2 separate regions of the Zea mays genome follow, and region 1 is linked to region 2. A link is a contact called in public Hi-C data. All regions are on one chromosome and are shown on one strand. Each heading gives the region's core, a stretch centred on a gene start, on an enhancer-like site or on the middle of the called end of the contact. The rest is flanking DNA. Distances are from core to core; before and after follow the strand shown.

The links. Hi-C and Micro-C count contacts between places; a contact is called where the count stands out from the background.
Region 1: a Hi-C map of leaf shows a contact between it and region 2, with 5 times the contacts expected there. The contact joins the enhancer-like site here to the promoter of LOC100127508 in region 2. A contact is called at or near these places in 4 of 25 Hi-C or Micro-C datasets (ear, endosperm, leaf and 1 more).

Annotation. Positions count from the first base shown.
Region 1 is chr10:57,157,118-57,164,275 of Zm-B73-REFERENCE-NAM-5.0, forward strand. No RefSeq gene overlaps it. Among protein-coding and RNA genes, the nearest start is that of LOC103641101, 11 kb to the left of the region's middle. Within about 2 kb of position 3,379, at least 17 of the 20 cell types and tissues checked have an H3K27ac peak or open chromatin away from gene starts, as enhancers often do. A contact at or near this core is called in ear, endosperm and leaf, where this site is marked.
Region 2 is chr10:56,952,047-56,958,624 of Zm-B73-REFERENCE-NAM-5.0, forward strand. It overlaps LOC100127508 (Diacylglycerol kinase 2), which reads right to left and starts at 4,888. Exons shown (of 13, transcript NM_001112765.1): 1 at 4,721-4,888; 2 at 3,906-4,128; 3 at 3,679-3,801; 4 at 3,448-3,576; 5 at 1,467-1,552; 6 at 716-839; 7 at 528-576; 8 at 137-219; 9 at 1-24. The coding sequence starts at 4,127. It also overlaps the pseudogene LOC111590430.

The DNA.
Region 1 (7,158 bases), core at 2,129-4,628, 200 kb after region 2:
CGACGAGCAACCCAGCGAGACAAATGTCCACCATTAGGAGTGGATCGCACGTTACCGAGGCGGGACCATTGACTCTCAGGACCATGTGGGCTACTGCCATCATGGCCCCCACTGTAGCGCGCGAGGTGCCAAGGCGAAGGGTGACAGGCAGAGAAGACGGGACGACAACGTCAGAGCATCTCTACACATGGTAGCGCTTCAGCCTACGCCACAACCTACTCCTGTGCTATGCCCCGATTAGACGAGGCAAGGGTACGGCGAGCAGAAACACTCCAGCCTACACCTCAACCTACTCCTGCACCCTGCCTCGATTAGACGAGGCGAGGGCGCTACGGGCCAGGAAATCTACACGAAGACTAGAAGAAGATCTGTTCCATGCACACGTCTGGCCGATGCGATCACGTGCGCCCGAGAGGCCGATGGACTCGCGCCCGATGCGTGACGAACCATCGCAGGAAAGGGTCCACCCCTTACACTGCATAAACCTCCAAGCAACCCACACAGATTACTAAGTGACTGAAGGACTACATCTAGCACATGCGCTCACGCGCACCCGAGAAACAAATGGACTCACGCTCAGTGTGTGACAAACCATCACAAGAAGGGGTCCACCCCTTATACTGTATGAACCCCCAGACAATCCACATGGATTACTTGGGGGCTACATCTAACGGATGCGTTTGCACGCACACCAAAAGAGAAGGTACTCAAAGAAGGCCCGAATGCCTCCTAAAGATGGCCCACGAACCAGGTGGCCCGTCTACCAAGCAGCTCGATGGGAAGATCCAAAAGGCCACCCGGGGACAACCCACCAAGCCGGCCGGCCCACCGAACAAATGTCCGCCGAGCAACCCAGCAAGGCGGGGCTGCCGAGCAACCTGCCCGCCGAGCAACATAGCGAGCAACCTACACTGGACTAGGGCTCCGGCTTGAACCACTATAATCAACTCGCCTCAGATCCACCCTTGAGCCCCTCATAGCTCACCATTCAGAGTGAGTCCGCGCTAACACCCCTGCCAAACACAAATCTTATATCCCCCGGTTCCGGAAACCACGATAGTTGGCGTGCCAGGTAGGGGGATGGGCGCTCAGCCTGGCTATGATATCCTGGCCCCTAGGATGGTGATATCCTGTCCCAAGGCCTAATAGAATTAATAAAGTATCCATACCAATAAGGTGCATCTTCTTTTTTAGAAGCCTATCTCAAAAGAACCTCCAAGTTAAGCATGCTTGACTTGGAGCAATTTGGGATGGGTGACCGACCGAGAAGTTTTCTCTGGTGCGCATGAGTGAAGACAATGTGCACACAAAAGACTCGTGTTGGTCTGTGAGGACAATATATGATCCTAGAGAGCTGCCAGGAGTAAGTACCGCCGATTCGGGATTGGACGGGTTGTTATAAGTGGTATCAGAGCCGACCCTCACAGTTTCACGGGTGTGTGTGGGTTAGGGGTTCGGGTATATGTTGCATGGTGCATATGGGCCTAGAGTGGTTACATGACATGGCATATGACGACACTAGACATACAAACGTGGTTAAAAGGGGAGGTTCCTGGATTGGAGTTGACCGACGAGGATGTCGGTCTTCTAAGGGGATGGATTGTGATATCGTGGCCCTTGGGATGGTGATATCCTGGCCCAAGGCTTAATAGAATTAATAGAGTATCCATACCAACAAGGTGCATCTTCTTATTTCAGAAGCCTGTCTCGAAAGAACCTCCAAGTTAAGCGTGCTTGGCTTGGAGTAATTTGGGATGGGTGACCGACTAGGAAATTTTCTCGGGTTCACATGAGTGAGGACAAAATGCACATAAAAGACTCGTGTTGGTCTGTGGGGACAATATATGATCCTAGAGAGCTGCCAGGAGTAAGTACCGCTGGTCCGAGATTGGACGGGGTGTTACATTGGCCCCTTACCAATGACATTCCGTTCGTCTGCCGACGAGCTCAGCCGAGGAGGATTTGACGACGTATGGCGAAAGACAAAAAAACGACATCCCAAGATGCTCGCCGTCGATCTCAAGCGGCGCCTCAACAATCGCGTCGACACCATCAGGAAGAAGGCGGTGGGAGCCTCAAGCACTTTGCTTGAGGTTACCACCGTAGGCTCCCCCAGGCTCCGTCGTGCTCGGGGTCGCAGGCGGTGACCCCTAGTAGAACATGGTGGTACTCGAGGTAGCCATTGCCATTTGACAGCCGAGCGCAAGCAAGGCCGTCGCCGGCTATCAGCCGCTATGCTCCGTAGTAGGTGGAGTCACCTCCCCCGCTCGTGGGGAGTGACTTCTTCTACCCGCCAATGGGTTTCGGGAAGTCATAATGACGAAGGCTACGCATTCATCAACATGACCTCCCTATAATCCATTGGTGGGGTCCCATAGGCCAGGAGCAAGGGTTAGCACACTCTGTTGCGCTGACTTGCTTTCCGCCGCACAAACTCATTGCTTGCTCAGTCTTCACTGTCACACACACTCAAGTGGGTTGAGTCCCAAATCCCTCGGTGTGCCGGTGGAGACCAGCAAGCAAGCCATTAATGGGTTGCGCCTTCAGCAACCTCATCACGCATGAGGTGGCCAGCCGCGACGAGGAGGGTCCATGGAAGCTCTCCACGCAAGCTGGTGTTCCCCAGACCCGACCCGTCGGCCACAAGCTCCATGGCGTTTGGGGTAGCAGCCAACAGCCCCAACCAGACACTGCTTACCCCTCGAAGTGAGACGTGCGGCAAAGCTCAGGCGGTTTAGAGTGCTAACAGAAATTAGTAGATTAAATCTTAGCTCAATAGTTATTAGAGCAGAGGTGAAAACTTAGATGTATATAATCTGTGATGTGTATACGTCTCACTTTATGATTGTAAGCACAAAACTTTGATGTGTATAAATGTACGATATGATTAAACTCCATGTTGCTACAATTAAACATGATCCAATATGTTTTAGTAGTTTCAATGTCAATATATACAAAATTGGGTCTGGTGGATTTTTTTAAAAGGAAAAATTTACCACCGATGGTTGGTTCAGTGAAAATCCGCTAGTGGAAATCATTTTTTATTGGCGGTTAAGCTAAGGCAATCGCTAGTGAAAATTAATTTCCAACGAGGGTTAAGAAACCCGTCAATAGAAATTGATTTTCACACGTAGTTCTCAAGTAACTGTCAATAGAAAGAACCATTTTTACTGGCCCCTTGCTCTAGCGGTCTGAAAACACAAGTGAAAACGTGTTCCAAACCGAGCGTTTTGATACTAGTGTTAGTCTGAGGTCACGGCTAGCCGGATGATGAAAAGGGGAAGCAAGCAGACAAGCGGCGGCGCGGCGTGTGTAGGTGGGTGAATCTTTTTCGGGGCTGTTCTTGCGGGCTGGCCCACCAGAGCGGCATGGGGGAGCAATCTGGTCCATGCGCTCTTCACGTGGCCTCCACACCCGGCCGGCAACATCGTTCCACAGCCACGAGCTCCACCCTCGCCGCATCTTTTTCTTCTCTTTCCTGCCCTTTAATAATAATTTTATTTCTCAACTCATCGTTTTATTTTCTCGGCGAATAATCGTGTGTCTAGAATCTAGATAGCGTGTGGCCCAAAATAGACCTTTCACACCTGACGACGTCTGCGATTAAAACAAATATGATCACATATCGAAAACAAAGAGGATGTTTGGTTTGAAAATCAATCTATCTAAATTAAGATAGTACATCATAAATTCATTTATAAATTTGGTGCAGTAATATTATTTCTAATCACGAGGAAGATCAACTTATTCCATTACACAAACCAAATAAAAAAATAACGAGTGAAAAAATGATGAATTGGCTTATTTATGAAACCAAACACCCTAGAAGTAGATAAACAAAAATCAACCAAAAGGTGGATTAGACCGATGTTGAATTTGTACTTCACGTGATGGGATTTCCAAACGACTTTTGGGTCGACAGAAGATGTGACAAACAACAAAATAAAAAAAGTGGTATGTTTTGACGATTGAAGTTAGATCCTAATTGGTCGTGATCCTCTCGTTGTGTTATTTCATTAGAAAACAGTTTCAAAACATGTTCTCCAAGTTTCTCACGCCAAGGTCGATATAAAATCAACGTGAAAATCAAATTTATTCAGAATGGACTGTAAAACTTGTCTGCAGGCCGGTTCTCAAATCGGTCTGGCCAATCGTACAATACTTTCTCGGTCTTAAATTAAAATTCGTTTGAATTAATTAATTAATTAATACAATATTTAATATATGTGTCATATATATATGTCTAGATTAATCATCATTTATTTAAACATAGACATAAAAATCAAGTATTAAAACGACTATTATTTTAAGCCGGAGGGAGTAGTAAAACTGGTCAGGCCACTTAAAGCAGCCGGTTAGGCGGGTTCTTCTCCTTTTCTCTCGTTTTGCTTGATATCTTAATATTATTGTTCTAAATATTTTTTCTACCACGTTCTTGATGGCAGGACTTGATGGTCTAGTCTAAATCCTAAATTGTCACATTTTTACGTGTCAAACACAATGTTTGCTTCCTCTCTGCCAGGCGTTATTGTCCTTTTTCTCTGTCTCTATAGATATTGCAGCCGTTCATCATCTTGAAATTTTTTTTGTCTCAAAAGTTTGTGTCTACGTCATCTTATCACGATATTGTTTCTAGTAATTAATTATTGCATGCCGATTACTCAATCATGTCAGGTAGCTAGCAAGCATGGCATGCTCCCCAGCGAGGACAGATGGATACATACAGCCAGACAGATAGTAGACAAATAGATCGAGGAGATGAATGGACACGGATATATGATGGATACATACAGCCAGACAGATAGTACACAAATAGATCGAGGAGGTGAATGGACATGGATATATGTGCCGCTCACGTAACTATCACATCTCTTTGTCCAAGATTGTCACTGTGTAGTGTACCGCGGTTGAGAAGATTACAAGTACTGATGACTTAAGCAACTGACATTGAAAATGATTTTTTTAGCTCGAGTTGGTAACAATAGTCAGATTTAAAGGGTCTTTAATAGTCCCGATTGGTGTTAATAACGGGACTAGAGGTTCCTTTTTTCTTTAGGACCTATTGGATCTTGAAATTGAAATCCAAACTAATAATCATAGTTTAGGCATAAATCAATTAAGTCAATACGGTTTTTTGTCACTTACTTTTGATTCCTAAAAGTGATCAAAGATAAGGCAACACAAATGAAAAGATTCCTCTTGTCCCGTTCATTAATCTTCCATGGGAAGGTTAATAAAAGGGAGAAGCCTAAAGAAAAATAATAGAGACTTCACAAAATGATTCATTTTGACATATTCTTCTATTCATTGTTCGATATAAAAACAATTACATATCTACCTTCGGCTTTACAAAGAAGAACACAAAGATAAGACAAAGTAGCTTCGAAGGCTGAGCGATTCAGTTCAGCCTCATGCCCAAAATGGTGAAAGTTGTGTATGGCACTGTGCCCCTATTTATAGTGGTGAGATAAAATTCCGTATAAAATTACAAAAATACTAATAAGTCCTATTTACATAATCTATAAGTTTTGAAGGGGTAGAGTTTTCATTTCTCCTTTCTGCTAGTCAAGCTTCTGGAGTCTTCTTTCTCCCATCTGCTTCGTGCGTCGATGCCGCGAAGCCGAAGCCCTCTCCTTCAATTTCGTTCATGTGCCAGCCCTTCGGAGTTGAGGCTCCTCAGCTTCGTTTCTACTTTGCGTACTACTTCGGACGAAGGCCAGCTTTGCTATTTTTAGGGTACCCGAAAGATGTTTGCTTTAACAATATAATGTTTTGAGGACCTTCGGCAACATAGGCCCCAATAGTAGCCCATCACATAATTATTTCGTTTTTCATAACAAGCTTATACCACAAAATGAATAAGGGAGGCCTTGTGCTGAAGGTCCAAAAAAACACCTTCCTAGAGCTTGTTATTAAAAATGACAAAAGTTGCCAAGCTTCGGAATGAAGAGTTACATCTCTTGGCCCACAAAACAGTAAGAATCACCGCCAGTCCTCGTCTTCTGCGCCTACTCGTGTATATAAAATTGTCGACCCTTTGCTATCTCTTAGCATTTATTGCTTTGCACCAACCTGCTGACGCCCACTTCACCGCCTCCGAAGCTCTTTCCTAGCCACTGTTTTTTTGTGAGCTTCGCGATTTGCGAATGGCCAGAATTCACTTGACGATGAGGCTGATTACCCCAACCTCGACCGAAGTCCTCGAGACAGATGAAGTTGCTTCTGATACTACTCCCATCTCTGAAGTCATGAAGGCATCGACAGGGCTGAATCAAGGGGATAGTCCCGATGATACAATAGGAAAAGGCTTCTGGCGCCAATGAGGAAGAATATGATGGGCGACCTACGAAACCAAGCTATATAGACATAGGTCGATAACATGTGAAGCCTAAAGACTTGGATGTTACGAAGGAGCATGGATATATTGTTGGTAAAAACATGGTTCACCTTGCTGGTGAGGAAACCACTCCCCAGCCGAAGAACGACGAAATTGTTGTCTTTAAGAGCTTCTTCCAAGCGGAGCTTTGGCTGCCAATGTATAGGATGATTGCTCCAATTTTGAAAAAAGTATGAAGTGTATATACACCAACTGACTCCCAAAGCTATAGTTAGGCTTAGTGTTTTTATATGGCCTGTGTGAAGCTAAGGTGTTCGCACAGATGCCGAAGCTTTCCACAGAGTGCACGAGTTACACTACCAGACGAAGGCCAGGCCTTCAGATAAACAACCAACAACCTCAGCTGCTACAACTTCGCTTATTGGAAGGATTTTGAGTGGAGTCAGTAGTGCGAAGTTGCCTTCACCACCTTAAGGCAACACCTTACCACCGCACCAATACTAGCACAACCCGACAATACCAAACCCTTTGATGTGTATTGTCATGCTTCCGGCACTCGACTTGGTTGTGTTCTAATACAATACAACCGGGTCATTGCCTATGCGTCACGAGCACTCGGACCTCATGAGCAAAATTATCTAACACATGATTGTAAGTGCAATCAACCCCAAGTGAGGGTTTTGGTGATTTAATGACAAAACAAATAAGGGTACTAACAGTCTTTGTTCTCAGTGTTTGATTAGAAGGAAACAAGAACTTAAGGAAGCACCAAGGACTTCATGCAACGGACGTATAAAATTTATGTAAAATCTTGTGTTGCA
Region 2 (6,578 bases), core at 3,638-6,137:
AAGTCCAAGCTTAGCGTATGTACCCTATATAATCGATGCAGATGAACAAATCAAAAGTTTTAGCATAACTAGGTGGTCATTTATTTAACAAGCAGATTGAAAATATAGTAACAAAACTAAAATATGACACATTTACCTGATTTGTCAGCTGATTCTTGAACTTCTCTGGATTCTTCTTCCTTTCAGAATGAAATGCATAAGACACTTCTGCATCCATCCCTGCAACATGTCAAGTCATGATCATCATGTTTGACTCTAGTGCCTGAATTCTTTAATTTGTTATCTGCTTAAGAACTCACCAGATATAGATTTAATTAAAAAGAGAATGATGCCATAACAATAATCTCACTAGACTTGCACTACTTTCCTTAGTGGGTTGGCGAAACACTAGCCTTTGTAGCATGAACTACTACCCAGGATCACATATCAAGATAAAAAATATAAATAAACAACTGGATAGTATAGGTACATAATGGTCTTGCCGCATTTGTGTAACAATAAAGATGAGAACAACATTGAAGCCTTACCCATACTAAAGTAATTCCAAAATCCTCCACGGAATGTGTGGTAACCTTCCTGAAGTAATCAAGAATGATCATGGAAGCTTTGAATTAAATCCATTAACCAAATGCCTTTGATGGTAATGGTGCATGTCATTTTCTCAAGCAAACATAATTCATAGCAAAAAAAAGTTGCAATAGAAAGAGTGTACTACCATATTGAGAGAATCACTACTTGAGACACGATGGAACGCATGCAATGAATGAGGCAAATCTAATGGAGCAATAGGATCACATGGACCTTCCTCTGGAACTCGCATTCTCAAAATGATGTGCCAACTGAAACATCAAAATTTACAGTAAATTGTGTCTGCCTTAGCATGAGAGAAAAGAATAAGCATGCTTTAAACTGAGGAAAGACATGATGATGAAGGGTTAACTATTCAATTATTTTTAATGTAAATAAATAACTTTGCATGGGAAAGAGAAGCAAGAGAAGGCTGAAGTTGACATGGAAAAAGATAGTAAAAGGAGACTTAAAAGGATGGAATATACCCAAAGTTTTAGCCGTGAATATGAGTGCATGGAAAAGAGCTATACACATGCCTCAACCTTCACTAGTGACTTCTACTAGGTTTCAACTCTAACCTATCACAACTTGCTTGAGACTAAAAGGCTTTGTTGTTGTAATAAATAAATTTGCATCCTACAAGCAGCAGAAAAATGAGCATAGGAACATGCTCCATTATTGGAGGCAATATTAGACAATTTTTTTGCCGCAAACACACAGGAGACATTTTCTTTATGAAGAAAATAATTCCGTACAGGCTACCACAAGGATGGGCTAGACAAGCACAAAGCTACAAACTGAAGAATATTACACAAATTTAGCAATATTTTCATCTTTAGGGAAATCATTACATAACCTAAAACAACTAACAACGAGCTCTTTTTCTTGGGCAGTACCTATCAATCTTAATTTCTTTTGCATGCTTTACTAGCCCGAGGAATGATTTTACAGCCTCTTGGTCAGTAGAAGGATTCTTCTTTCCCTGCAATGTTGAACTCAACATAAACAAATCTTTTCTTACATGTAGAAGCAATTGCATGCAAGATTGCAAGCTAAAGTCACGTAAGAAAATAGTTTTTTTATCAACTAAATTGGATTTGCATATGACCTGATAGAATCATAGAACTCAAAAGTGTGCATCAACTTTTCAAAATTTCTACACTCACCGCAGCTTATCAATAAAAATAAATATTAAAACAACAGCTTGAACATATGCAAAGTAGTCCCTCTGTTCCAAAACAAACATAATGTTTTAGTTTTGTCCTAAATCAAGTTATCTTAAGTTTGACCAAATCTATAGAAAAATCAAAAAATAGCTAATGTTTATGACAACACATAACTATATTATGAAAATATGTTTCATGATGTGTCCAATGATACTTATTCTATACTATACTTAAAGCACCAGTTTCAACGGTCGTCATGCGTCATTTTTTTTACAAATAACCCCTCACAGCTATTTCAAATTAATCCGCTGCACGTCTATAGATGCCAAACGACGCCCGACATGGGCTAGATGCACGCGGGCCACAACTATGGCACAGGCACGTCATGCCGGCCTGCTAACTGTATCGGGCCAGCCCATTAGCCCGTCGATCCATTTAATTAAATCAGCGTAACGACGCCCGACATGGGCTAGATGCACGCGGGCCACAACTATGGTACAAACACGTCATGCCGGCTTGCTAACTGTGTCGGGCCAGCCCGTTAGCCCATCGATCCATTTAATTAAATCAGCGTAAAATGTTAAAAAACGGTGCAGGAGGTGGGGTTCGAACCCATTCCCTGATAGAAGAAGTGTGGGAGACACTGGGTGAAACTGTCTAACGAGTAGAACATCACGCCATGATGTTTTTAATATTGAATATAAATTGTATATATGTATATACGTTTTTTTGTAAAATAAAAAAATAATCGTGTCAGGCTGGGCCAGCACTACGGGCCGAGGCTACAGCCCAAGCACGGCACGACGTTCTTGTCTCTTGCAAGCATTAGGTTGTTTTTGAGACGATATTGGCGCAATGTACTACATGTTGTTTGAGTTGCTGAATTGGATGGAGCAACAATGATTTGTCACACTAACAGCAAAATGAAAGGTTATTGTTGGTTTTAAACGTTAGTAATTGCTACGAAGTAGCATAATTTATATGGAGCGCATTCAGTTTTTTTTTATGTCTGACTTTAGCAATCACTTCATATTTTGATCATCTTTTTTTATAAGTTTGACTTCATTGGACTTATTTTAGAAACTTGATCTCACAAACTTTCTCTTATTTGGTCTTTGTATGATGGAATTATGTTATTTTATAATCTCTGTTCATTCAGTCAATCGTTGTGAACTCTCTTCTAATCGCTCACTTCATTGGTCGTGTTGTACCAAGACATATTTGCATGGAGTAAACAATAACATCAGTTAGTCAAATCAAAAAATATATTATACAGAGAGCGGAGACAATCAATAAAAAATCTTGAATTTTTTTGATGGATAGTTTACGTGGATATTGTTGTAAGCCGTCGCAATGCACGGGCAACCGACTAGTTGGTAATATAAACACTAGTATTCCAGTATATAAATTTGGTCAAACATTAGATAGTTTGACTTAGGACCAAGTTTTTTTTTGGAACAAAAGGAGTACAAAGTATTAGACAATATGTATACAGGTAACAAGTAGATGGATGATAGTGATTGGAGCGTCAGTATACTAATCAGTATGTTCAATTTTTCACCATGGATGAGATAGAGGAGAATTTGATTATTCTATCTTTAATCATGGATGAGAAAACATAAAAATGACTTCAACTTTCCTTTTGTGTGAAACATCAGCGACACAATAATATAAAGGAAATCTGTTTAAAAGAATGATGTTGGCCACTTACCCATCCAAATGAAAAGGGGAGGTTATTTCCGGTTCCCAGAGGAACAGTTGCCACTGGAGGTGGGTGGGAAAGCTTAAGGTCACTGACTACCCCAAGCAGCCAGCTAGCTGTACCATCACCGCCTGCAACCTAATTGAAATCTGTTAAGTCAAAATAAGTACAATGGGAAAGCAAAAGAGATAGATACCACAGTATAACAATAATCTAAATTCTGAAAGTGTTATGACTCACAATTAGCCTCAGTGTCCTCCAAATTTGAACTGCAAGAATGTCTCCTTCCATCTTCAGCCTTTCAAGGTTGGCATATAAACGATGCAATACCTTATCTGGAGCCTCTTTTGAGAGATCAAAAACCTGAAAGTAACTGAGCAGCTCTCACAAAAATTACAGATTCAAAATGCAATTAAGACCAGAAGCATATTTCCATGGTCTAGCATTTCCAGAAAGACAAAAGGTACCTGTGCTTCATTGAGAAGCTCACGATATGTTTTGATTAAACTACTTCCAAGTTGGCCTCCAGATCTTGAGTTGATGAACACTACAACGGGGCAGGGTGCCGCATGATCAACAAGTACTTGTTGGGCACCTGGCTTCAGAATGTAATCTGGAATGTAGTAGTCCTCCAGAGGCCCACATGGTTTAGAACAAGAACCAACCACGGTCTCTGCCTCACCTTCCATCCTGAAAAATCGTTCTCATAGTTTTAATGGGATAACTCACTGGTGCTACAAATGTTTGCTCCCTCCATTCATGAATACAAGGCATATTTTGATTGGGTGGTCCTGAATTATGTTATCTTTACAACAGAATCCACACCATCCTAAAAGCGCTTTGGATATGAACCTATTGGTGCAACATTTGTGCATGAAGCATGAATAATTCCACTAATTGTTGGTCAAGTTGGATATGAATCTTTTGATGCAACACTTGTGCACGAAGCATGAATAATAATGTGACCAATTGTTGGTCAAAACTTGAAAAGTTTGAGTTTTGCAAATCAAATACTCCCACAAATAGATGATGGATCTGCTATTTTAGCATCATCAACATAAAATACCCGTGAATAATTTTTTCAGCACATCAGATTACAGGAAATGGAGAAGGAAAAGAGTCAGAAGCGGGCAGAGTAAAAGACATGTACACCCGGTAACAAAAATCGAATTTAGTGGATACCACACATGTATATACCGTAATTGGGTCAGATCCGAATGCATATATAACTTGGGGGCGCTCGTTTGCGCGCAGCAGGAAGGCAAGAGAAAGAACAGCGTACCTAGTGGATGATTGTCGCCGGCCAAGCGCCCTCGCCAAGTCACCGCTGTTCGCCCGACGCCGCTACCGCCGGCGAGGAACTAGGAGGTACCGATTGGATCGGGAGAGTCGACGCTTGGGTGGGCCTGAGCGCCGGAGAATGAGATTTGGCTTTCTGAGGTTACGATTCCGGAGGAAAATCGATGTTAGGAGGACAGGAGGCACTCTCTTGGTTGTCATCGTTTCTAGGGGCTCGCATGTTCGCCATTTTAAGATTTGACTTTTTTTTTGTGTGTATTTCTTACATTGACGAATGACTTTGTGTAGGAAAGCACATTTATGAATTTTATTTATCTTATTTCTCTACTCCTTTGAAAAGATAGTTTTATACGTCGTGCTTCACGTGTAAAGTGCATAGTTCTGTACATCAAATTCGTCTAACAATACATCAAATAGGGATAATCATTAGAAACCACTGGAGCATAACACAATACAACGTCCGCATACCATCCTGCTAGGTGTAGAAGGAGGACCGATCGAGCGAGCTATAAAAAAGGTTATGCTCCTTTTTAATTCATAACTTTCTTAATCTTTTGATTTAGATAAAATATAATATTTATTCGTATCAGTTTAATATCTGATATATGGATCATGTGTTCATATTAATATTAAATTTAATTTTTATGGTACCAAATATGATTGCATGTCACCGCACGGACAATGTACTATTTTTTCAATTTGTTACTTCCTTTGTCCCAAAATAAAATTTGTTTTACCTTTTTAGTTGATTGATATATTAATTAATATATTTGTTTTACATATATGTCTAGATTTATCATCATCTATTTAAATATGGACATAAAAATCAATAGCTAAAACGACTAATATATTGGGACGGGGTGAGTAATGTTTATTAAGATTAAGATTACGTATGGTTGCGCTTTTAATTTTCTTCGTTGTGCGAAGGGCGAGTGTCCACTTATCAGCCGTTTTGAACTATTTATAATTTCTTAGAAGATATACAGAAATGAATTTCCACAAATATCCCTTTTAAGGAGATAAATAAGCTCACTTGCTTTGTTTCAAATTATAAAGTATTTTAGCCTTTTCAAGTATATAATTTTTGCTATGTATGAAAATATATACACCATGTTAAGATATGTATGTAAAAAAATATTAATCTTAAAAATAAAAATAATTTATACTTTGAAATTGAGAAACATGTTAACAACTATAAGAATAGTTGTTGGGAGAGAAGATCGAATAGGACCTTGATGATCGGTTTGGTTGACACCGTCTAACCATCCATCCGAGGAGCAAACATTTTGATAAGGCTGAGCAAGACCTCGACCAATGAGTCGATCGAAGGGTTCAAAGGCTATGGCAATGCCTTTGCTCTTTAGAAAGAAGGACAAGAGAGGTCGTAATGGGCCCTCCTATTTAAGTCAAGAACATGAAGCCAACAGAGAACACCCACGAAGCTGTCGTCTTCGTGCCCTTTCTCATCCGAGGACTGGCCCTGTCGGCCTCTCCCTTTTTTCGCGGCCTCCTCGATTTTACGCTCTGAATCTTACACATTTAAACCCCAATTTTGTTCTTCAAATTGTCATGTTTGTTCACCTCTGCGAGGCTTTCCTTGGAATTCTTCCTCATTTCAGGTTTTGGAAATATCTCTACCACTGTCGGTCCGAGATGGCTGGAGGACAACATCATCTTGTTGGTGGTGCCAGCTTGGAGCTTCATCGAGGTAGGGAAGTCGAATATCTTGATATCCACCTGAAGGACAACATTAAAGGATGGCGCCTTGAGTGGTTTACCATGGAGAACCACAACAAGTCCCTCCCCCCTCGATCGGGGAGGCAGACCGATGTCCGCACACC